3 separate regions of the Mus musculus genome follow, and regions 2 and 3 are each linked to region 1. The links are chromatin contacts, called in public HiChIP or PLAC-seq maps. All regions are on one chromosome and are shown on one strand. The core of a region is the stretch at or near the end of the contact, and the rest is flanking DNA. Distances in the headings are between cores, read along the strand shown.

Region 1 (2,700 bases), core at 20-2,519:
AAAAAAGACAACAAGACAACACTGTGGCATGACCCCAGCGAGTTCTGAGGCTGAGTCAGGCTTATAATGTTTTTCCAGTCTGCTTTGATACCAGTTTAAGTACATGCAAAATAATATCAGTTCTGGGTCAAGGACAAGCAGGACTATAAACACAAACAGTCAAGGAACAAAGTCCTGTGATCAATGTTTCCAGGCAGGGGCTTATCAAGATGACCAAGATATCTGAGCCTACTTCCCTCTCCTAGCCCAAAGTCACATTCTTGACTGAAGCCTACTTCTTTGCTCTAGCCCAAAACGATATTCCTGCCTGAGCTTACTTCTGTGTCCTGGCCCAATGTTTAATTCCTGCAAAGTTTCTAGAAACGGGCTCCAAAAGCTCTCCACACCCTATCTCTTACAAACCCCAGAAAGTGTAGTGAGAAGCCTACCACACCTAGTAATAACAACAGAGCTAAGACAACATACATCAAGGGTTAACTCCAGCTATTAAAGTAGAATCTTGAGGAGTTAATCAAAATTAGAAAATGGACATGAGGAAGGAGAAAAAGTAACGAATCAGAACACGAGGTTGCTGCTAAGAGGCTTTAAAAAAATAAAATACAAGTTCAAAACAAAATAAAACACACAGCCAGAGAAAAAGACCAAATGGCTATGTCAAACATGTCCTTTAAAAACAAACATGGCTAATATCTAGAAAAGAACATAACCTTGAGGCCATTAGGACATCAAAACTAGGTAGCTCAGTCAGCCATTCTCAGCGCCCTACAGTTTTATTTAAGTTTGTTCGTACAAATACGGGGCAAACCGTCAGCAGTGCAGCGCCCTGACTATGCAGCTCAGTGCTTATTGACCATCTACTCTGCTCAGAACTGAGCATCAGTGTCTAAACTGTTTCCTAAGGAAGCGTTCCCTGTAGTAAACTCCAGCACAGAATAAGCGGCCAATCACCCAGTGTTGACATGTTCTGGCTACTGCTCACAGGATGGGGTTTCTTGCAGGGACAAAGAAGAACGAATTCCTCCACACACAAGGCTAGTTATTGGCAATGAGTGGCTGCTAAATCTGATTGGCTCACAACATTGTTCAGTTCTGACCCAAGGCTGCAAAGGAGGCAAACCCAGGAGTACCCCGGCCACACCCCCCACGATTATTCTTTAAGTGTATTTTTAACACCCTTGAGATCAGGTATCTGTCCCAGAGTGACCCCGAATTCCTTAAGTTCTCCAGTATGACATTGAACTTGTGGTCCTCCTGCCTCCACCTCGCAGGGCTGGAACTACAGGGGTGCACCCCGACCGATTTGTGCAGAGCTGGGTGGAAATCAACCTGGGGGCTTCCAGCACGTGAGGTGAGCCACACCCCAACCCCAGCCAGCCACTCCCACAGCCAGCCATAGGTCTGCGTGTGTGACATTAAGAGCCCAACAGCCCCAGCTCGCAGCACTCGGACGCCCCGCCCCTGCAGTCGTTCTCGCGGAAACGGCCGCGGGCTGACCCCGCCCTCTGCCTGTGGCGGCTCCGGGAACCGGACGGCGTCCGTCAGGGGACACAAGTCGGAGCAAAGCGCTTACTACCACCGGGGTGAGTCCTGGCGACTGCGGGCTCAGGGACATCGGGATACCACTGTTCCCGGACCGGAATCCGAGTGTGGACACGGCATCCCGCCGTCTCCTCCGTGACACATGCACGGGGCACCGGACACCGGGAGCGATCGTGGGTTGAGGCTTGTACTGGGACCGTAGTGTCGGGACAACGCTGACTGCTGCGGTGAGGGCTCTCCGCTCGGCGGCTCACCTGCCAGGGAAAGGGCGAGCATCACCTGGATCCCCAAGAATGACAGGCCCAGGGACAGTTGACAGCTGTGTCACACTCCGTTATTCCAGACACGCACTTTAGCATGCTGCGTCATTCTATCCCAACGTTAAACACGGGGAAACGCAATTTCTCTGGGTTTGGGAATCGTCCTAAACCTAAGCCACGGCTTGTTGTGACTGACGGTGATACGTGTCTGGAGACTTCGGAGAGTAGTTATTTAATGCCAACCTAGGCCATCTTGATCTCTCTCCGGGAAAGATATCAATTATGGATGTGGTGATGGCAATTCCTTGTCTCCTTTTTGCTCTAGTTCGTGCTTCCTGGATTGCACAGAACAGAATTAAAGGCTCAGAGGATTTGAATAAAATGAGTTAGTGACAGATACTAGGTAGGGGTCTAGGGTGGTTTTTAGGGGTGTAACCAAGAGAGATGCAATTTTCTTTTCTCCGGTAAAATAAGAGATTTGGCGAGTGCCTATTGTCTACAGCCTGGCGGAACTGTAGGAAGTAAAAGACAGGAAACTCTAGTTTCATTTTCTGGCTTGGTTCTGGTTTGAGTCATCAGGACTAGAGGTAGTAAATGATTCAGTGGGCAGGGCGCAGTGCCGAGGGGGCGCTCTTATCTTTCAAAACCGGGCTGATGCAAAACATTGCATTTGGTATTCCCCGGAGTAACTCTGCCACCCCCACCCCACCCTCAACTTACTTAATTTGGCTGGTTGAAGAAGAGCAATGTTTTCTAGCAATAATAGCTAACACATACAGAGCTGTTTTCTGCTATTTAAACTAGTACAATCCTCAGGGCAATCCTATGATGTGATTCCTACTTGTTTTACTAATAGGAAAAGTTAAATGAATATTGTCCTGGTTTCAAAGCACTGCTTGAG
Region 2 (2,700 bases), core at 191-2,690, 220 kb before region 1:
AATAGTGCTGGCCCAGGAACAGACAAAAGTTCAGAAAGTGATATGCTTGCTACAGAATGCCTGTCACTTTCACATGATTAGATGGCCAAAATGTCACACCAAGCTATCAGAAGTTCTAACCGTCTGTGCTTTGGTTTCCTGTTTTTGTTTGTTTGTTTACATTTTATTTATTTCATGTGTATGAGTACACCAGAAGAGGGCATCAGATCCCATACAGATGGTTGTGAGCCATCAGGTGATTGCTGGAAGAGCAGTCAGAGCTCTTAACTGCTGAGCCATCTCTCCAGACCCCCATCTGCATTTGTAAGGGAGGGCATGTTGGAGGGGAAGAAGTCAAGTTAAAAATTCAAATAATTGGTGGACAGAGGCGGTTGCTCAGTAGCAGAGTACTTGTTTAACATGCATAAAATTCCCCCCACCCACCCACCCAGTTCACATCTCTCGGCACTTCAAGAAAAAAATTTTTAAAAATTAATTGACCATCTTTGAAGAGATCAGATTTGATACATTCTTTAGTAGAGATGTTGTATTTAAGTAATACTTGGTTTATGTATATGGCACGTGTATGCATAGTGCATGTCTATGCCTGTGCCTAGGTGGAGTTCAGAGGTCATCCTTGGGTGTGGTTCCTCGAGAGCTTTCACCTTTTGAGACAGGCTCTCTCGTTGGAACCTGGGGGCTTACTGATTAGACCAGACTGGCTGAGCAGTGGGCTGCAGTGAGCGGTCCCTCTCTGTGGGTCTTGCTTTGGGATTACAAATGCATGCTACCATGCCCAGCTTTTAACCCGTGTTCTGTATTTCCAACTCAGATCCATATACCTGCTGAGTAAGCTCTTTATCAACTCTATCTCCCTAGACCCTCCTTATTTATTTATTTATTTATTTATTTATTTATTTATTTATTTATTGGCATATTGAGGCAGGGTCTCAATATGTAGTCTATAGTGGCCTTGAACTTACTAAATGACCAAGTGACCCAGGCTTGGAACTTGTTAGTCTTCTGCCTCAGCTTCTCCAGTGCTGGCATGAACCTCCTGAAGGCTCTTAAATAGTAGAACTTCATTAAAATTATCTTTTCTACATTTCTTCGTATAAAAGGTTTTCAGAAGTGACTCGGATTAAAGACCAATCTAACGAATTTCTGTTTCTCGGCCGTCCAAATAATAAAAAATGTAAAAGTCCAGCAGATGGCGCCAAGGTCCACTTCTTGCCCGCCCCACTGCAATCCCGGAACCACTTTTGAGACAAAGATTTCTTCACCCACACAAACCCCTTCATTGGCTCGGCCAATGAAGAAAATTCTGGTAAAATGGTCTAAGAAAAAAGCCACAGAAGTTGTAGTCGTAACCAGAAACCCCTGTTGAGGGGCCTCCTGTCCACCACCTGCTTTGAGTCCATGGTGAAAACACCCCCAAACTTTTAGCTAGGATCCTAGGACCCAGGACACCTAAGCTCTCTTTACTGGACCAAAGTCTTTGTCCCCCGCCCCCGCCCATCCTCCCCGAACTCCCCTGCTCCGTTAGGTCCACAGCTCTACTTCAAACTTCTACCACGATCCAGATTCCAGATGCGGAGGCAGAAAAGGGTGTGGCCAAGAGGACAGGCTAGGCTTAAAGTGCTCCCCAATGTACTGCTTCATCAAAGTGCAACTCATCCCGATGAGCTTCACGGGCAAGGCCTCCGTGAGGAACTCCTGCTCTATCCTAACCGCGGTAGTGATTATCTCTTTGACCCTCTGCTCCGACGGCTTGTGTGCCAGGTGCTTGAACATCAGGCAGGCAAAGTCCCAGTGTAAACCCTCGTCTCTGCTAATAAGCTCATTGGAAAATGTAAGGCCCGGCATCAGTCCCCGTTTCTTGAGCCACAATATTGATGCAAAAGAACCGGAAAAGAAGATTCCTTCTACGGCGGCAAAGGCCACAACTCTTTCTCCATACGCAGCCTCTTTGTCCCCAATCCAGCGCAAGGCCCAGTCAGCCTTCTTCTTCACACAAGGCATAGTTTCAATAGCATTGAAGAGATATTCTCTTTCCTTGGGATCTTGAGTTTGTGGCCGACATGCTTATGCTGGAGCTGGGTTTTAACAAGATTTTCAGAGTAGAAAATCCGTTTGACTTCATGGAAAATATCTCACTAGAAGGAAAGACAAACTTCTTTGAGAAGCGAGTAGGCGAGTATCAGAGGATGGGAGTCATGTCGATTTCGACAGAGAATTCTTTTACCTTGGATGCTGACTTCTAAGTAACTGATCCTGTGCTCTTCGCTGATTTTTATCCCCTTGCCATTAAAAGAAATCAGCAAAAACAACCAACTGGCTATACCATGAACTGTCATTAAATTTGCTAAACAGAGCCGGGCGTGGTGGCGCACGCCTTTAATCCCAGCACTTGGGAGGCAGAGGCAGGCGGATTTCTGAGTTCAAGGCCAGCCTGGTCTACAGAGTGAGTTTCAGGACAGCCAGAGCTATACAGAGAAACCCTGTCTCGAAAAAAAAAAAAAATTGCTAAACAGGTGTCTAAAAAGCTGTGTAGCTACCTCAGTCCTGTTTGCCAGGCTGGTCACTAGAAGAAAGTATACTTCAAACAACGGGTACTTGGATCCTTAGGGAGATCCTCATCAAAGTACTAAGCACTGGGCCAGGTTTTATGAGCAGTGACCATCAAGCAAGCAGGTTTAAACATTTAGATGCTGTTTAAAG
Region 3 (2,700 bases), core at 70-2,569, 250 kb after region 1:
CTTGAACTTACGGAAATCCTCTTGCCAATGCCTCCGGAATGCTAGCATTTAAGACATGCACTACCACACCGCATTGAGCAGATACTGATTTCACAGACGTGTGTATTTGTTAGCATGTAACCAGTGAGCCCAGCCCCTCACACGTATAAGCATATACTCTAACACTGAGCAGCCTTCCTAGTCCCCACTGTACTTCTTAGTTTCCTGTGTACTTACTTCCTATCATTAGCTAGGCACTGTGGGTAAATTATATTACAGCGATTGCCAAAAACCACGAGATTGGTACTTTTGTGCTTTGTAAGTGAGGAAGCAAAACTTAATGAACTGCCTGTGTTGGTGATGAGAACAGGGATGCAGACTCCGACTGATTCTGGGGTTCACATTCTTCAGCATGCCTGTGATTCATTCTTTGTTTTTGGCCTTAATACAGTTTTCTGTTTGTTCCCTTCTCCCTACTTTCTTTCTTTTTTTCTTTTAAGGGCATTGAAAAGCACATTGTTGAAGATACTGAAGAAGCCAGGTTAAACGGGGAAAAATACCCTCGGCCTCTGAATATAATTGAAGGGCCCCTAATGAATGGCATGAAAGTGGTTGGTGATCTTTTTGGAGCTGGAAAGATGTTTCTACCTCAGGTTGGCAAATTAGAAATTTTAACATTTCCTTTGCCTATTTTTCAGTAAGTTGTGCATATGAGTGTTTTCTGAGGTTGCAGTATAGACAGAGCTTGAAAGCATTATCTGGTCACACCTTCTCTGGGTATATTTAGGAACCATCCCTGGCCAGTCTATCTTCACAGTGTATACAAGTTAGAAAGCTTGCAGACATTCTTAGCACCGCAATCTGCGTGCTCTGTATTTCCATACTGCCAGGGCCATGTGGGAGATAACAATGACTTTAGAACTCAGGGAATTCGGCCCACCAGTTGGCACAGCCAGGATTGGTGTACCTTGGCTGAGGCGTGACCCTGAGGACTTCATGCTATTACAGAGTTCTGCTCTGCTTGCTGACCTCACGTTCCTCTTAATCTAAGAATTGTATGAAAATTCTAAGGCAGCTTCCAGTCCTTTCCTGGGCAGTATCTCTGGCACCTAAAACAATAGTGCTTGATCTCTTTCAGGCATTGCTGCTGGAACAGATTAATGACTCAGTCACCACCCTAGGAAAGAACTCAGGAGTAGTGACCACCACCCTTAGAAAACATTTGGAGAAACAGTTAGTGAAACTAGGTTTAAATGGTTTTGCTACTGGCTCTGATGTAGAAAATCTTAGGGAGCCATTGAAAGCTCAGAAAGGCGCACTCATTAGCTAAGCTAGGAAACTTTTATGGTCAGGGAACAAGAACAATGGCAGTGCTGGCTGACGTGACTCACTGAGGCTGGGCTGGTGACGATTTCTTGTACCCATTTTTGTCCTCAGCTTCTTCATATGGTTTAATAAGAATTGCTGATTGGTAGATGCGCATTTTGAGGATTTAAAGTAGATGTGACTGATTTTTATATAAATGTTCAGAATTGTGATTCTTTTAAGATTCTTATAAGATTACTTTTAAAGATTGGTAATAAAATGAATTTATCATTTCTTTGTAACTGCAAATTGCTGCCTGTCAGTAAGAGAAACGGGCTGAGAAAACTACATTGCTAGCTCACACTCTGTTAATCTATAGCAAGTTACTCAGTTACAAATGTATGTGAGTTCCTGAAAATCATTTGTTTTCTTTATCTGTAGTTCGTAACGTGATTTCTTGTAAAGGTATTGGGGAACATATTGGTTTTTTTAGTCATTTACTAGAAAAAACTAATTTGTAATCACATTATGATTTTATACCACTTGAAAGATTTTGCTGGGATATATAAGCCATGAGGGAAAGAATAAACTTGTTGGAACTTTGTTTGTAAACGTGTATATGTGTAAAGTTTTTGTGAGACTATGTTGGATCTTTGTTCCATCCATCAAATCTGTGTGTATTTATATTTGTAAAGCTTGTCTGGGTGTGCTGGTAGTTGCTGCATCCACCAGTTGTGTGTGTATGTTACGTATGTGTGACATGCTTGGAGCCTGCTTGCTGGAGCTTTGCTTCATCTAATCTATTTGTGAATATGTATATGTCAGTCTGTATGCATGCATGTATGTATGCATGTATGTATTTGTAGGTCTTGGAGTCTGCCTTTTGCTTCACTTACTCAGTGTGTATATGTGTGTATGCGTTTTCTCCTTTTCTTTTCTTTCTCGATGGCCCCAACAAAGTTAGAGAGTTCAGAGTTTTTCAGTGGCCACAGGAAGTGCCAGCCCAGTAAATTAAGCTCTGTTCCCTCAGAGAAAAGTCTGCTGAGTAATTTCTCTCATCACTGGCTGCCATTTTCAGCAACCCCCATCAGTATCTGGACTGCCTGTCAGCTGTTCTCAGCACTGACCTCCATCTGCTGCCTGCCTCATTTTACCCCCTGGATGTCAGAGCTGGCCATTGGCACCATATCACCTCTTACCTTAGTGCCCACCTAAGATAAATGCAATGTTAGTACTGATATGTGGCTTGACAAGCCAGTGGTCGTCTTTAAGAATGCATATTTTGAAACTCTGTCACTCTTTTAAGTACTGGGACTTTAAATAGTCTCTCTTATGTACGGGCAGAATTCTTTATTATAACAAGTACTTAAAACTGTCATTTAGTGAATTCTTGTTGAGCATCTGGGCTAGGGGCTC

What was found. HiChIP or PLAC-seq counts read pairs in DNA pulled down with a chosen protein or histone mark.
Region 2: an H3K4me3 HiChIP or PLAC-seq map of bone marrow-derived macrophages shows a contact between it and region 1, with 5 times the contacts expected there. The contact joins the enhancer-like site here to the promoter of Lgals8 in region 1. A contact is called at or near these places in 14 of 484 Hi-C or Micro-C datasets (the C2C12 cell line, the CH12 cell line, the G1E-ER4 cell line and 9 more), 4 of 115 datasets of contacts at active chromatin or transcription factors (the SCID.adh cell line, bone marrow-derived macrophages, embryonic stem cells and 1 more) and 3 of 9 other capture datasets (adipose tissue, liver and pancreatic islet).
Region 3: an H3K27ac HiChIP or PLAC-seq map of extraembryonic endoderm stem cells shows a contact between it and region 1, with 3 times the contacts expected there. The contact joins the enhancer-like site here to the promoter of Lgals8 in region 1. A contact is called at or near these places in 2 of 484 Hi-C or Micro-C datasets (the HL-1 cell line and macrophages), 3 of 115 datasets of contacts at active chromatin or transcription factors (bone marrow-derived macrophages, embryonic stem cells and extraembryonic endoderm stem cells) and 2 of 9 other capture datasets (adipose tissue and liver).

The regions. Positions count from the first base shown.
Region 1 is chr13:12,460,307-12,463,006 of GRCm38.p6, reverse strand. It overlaps Lgals8 (lectin, galactose binding, soluble 8), which reads left to right and starts at 1,269. Exons shown (of 10, transcript NM_001199043.1): 1 at 1,269-1,766.
Region 2 is chr13:12,679,286-12,681,985 of GRCm38.p6, reverse strand. No RefSeq gene overlaps it. Among named protein-coding and RNA genes, the nearest start is that of Ero1b, 110 kb to the right of the region's middle. Within about 2 kb of position 1,440, at least 10 of the 459 cell types and tissues checked have an H3K27ac peak or open chromatin away from gene starts, as enhancers often do. A contact at or near this core is called in bone marrow-derived macrophages, where this site is marked.
Region 3 is chr13:12,213,345-12,216,044 of GRCm38.p6, reverse strand. Mtr (5-methyltetrahydrofolate-homocysteine methyltransferase) reads left to right here. Exons shown (of 33, transcript NM_001081128.3): 20 at 480-632. Among named protein-coding and RNA genes, the nearest start is that of Gm10336, 28 kb to the right of the region's middle. Within about 2 kb of position 1,319, at least 5 of the 459 cell types and tissues checked have an H3K27ac peak or open chromatin away from gene starts, as enhancers often do. A contact at or near this core is called in extraembryonic endoderm stem cells, where this site is marked.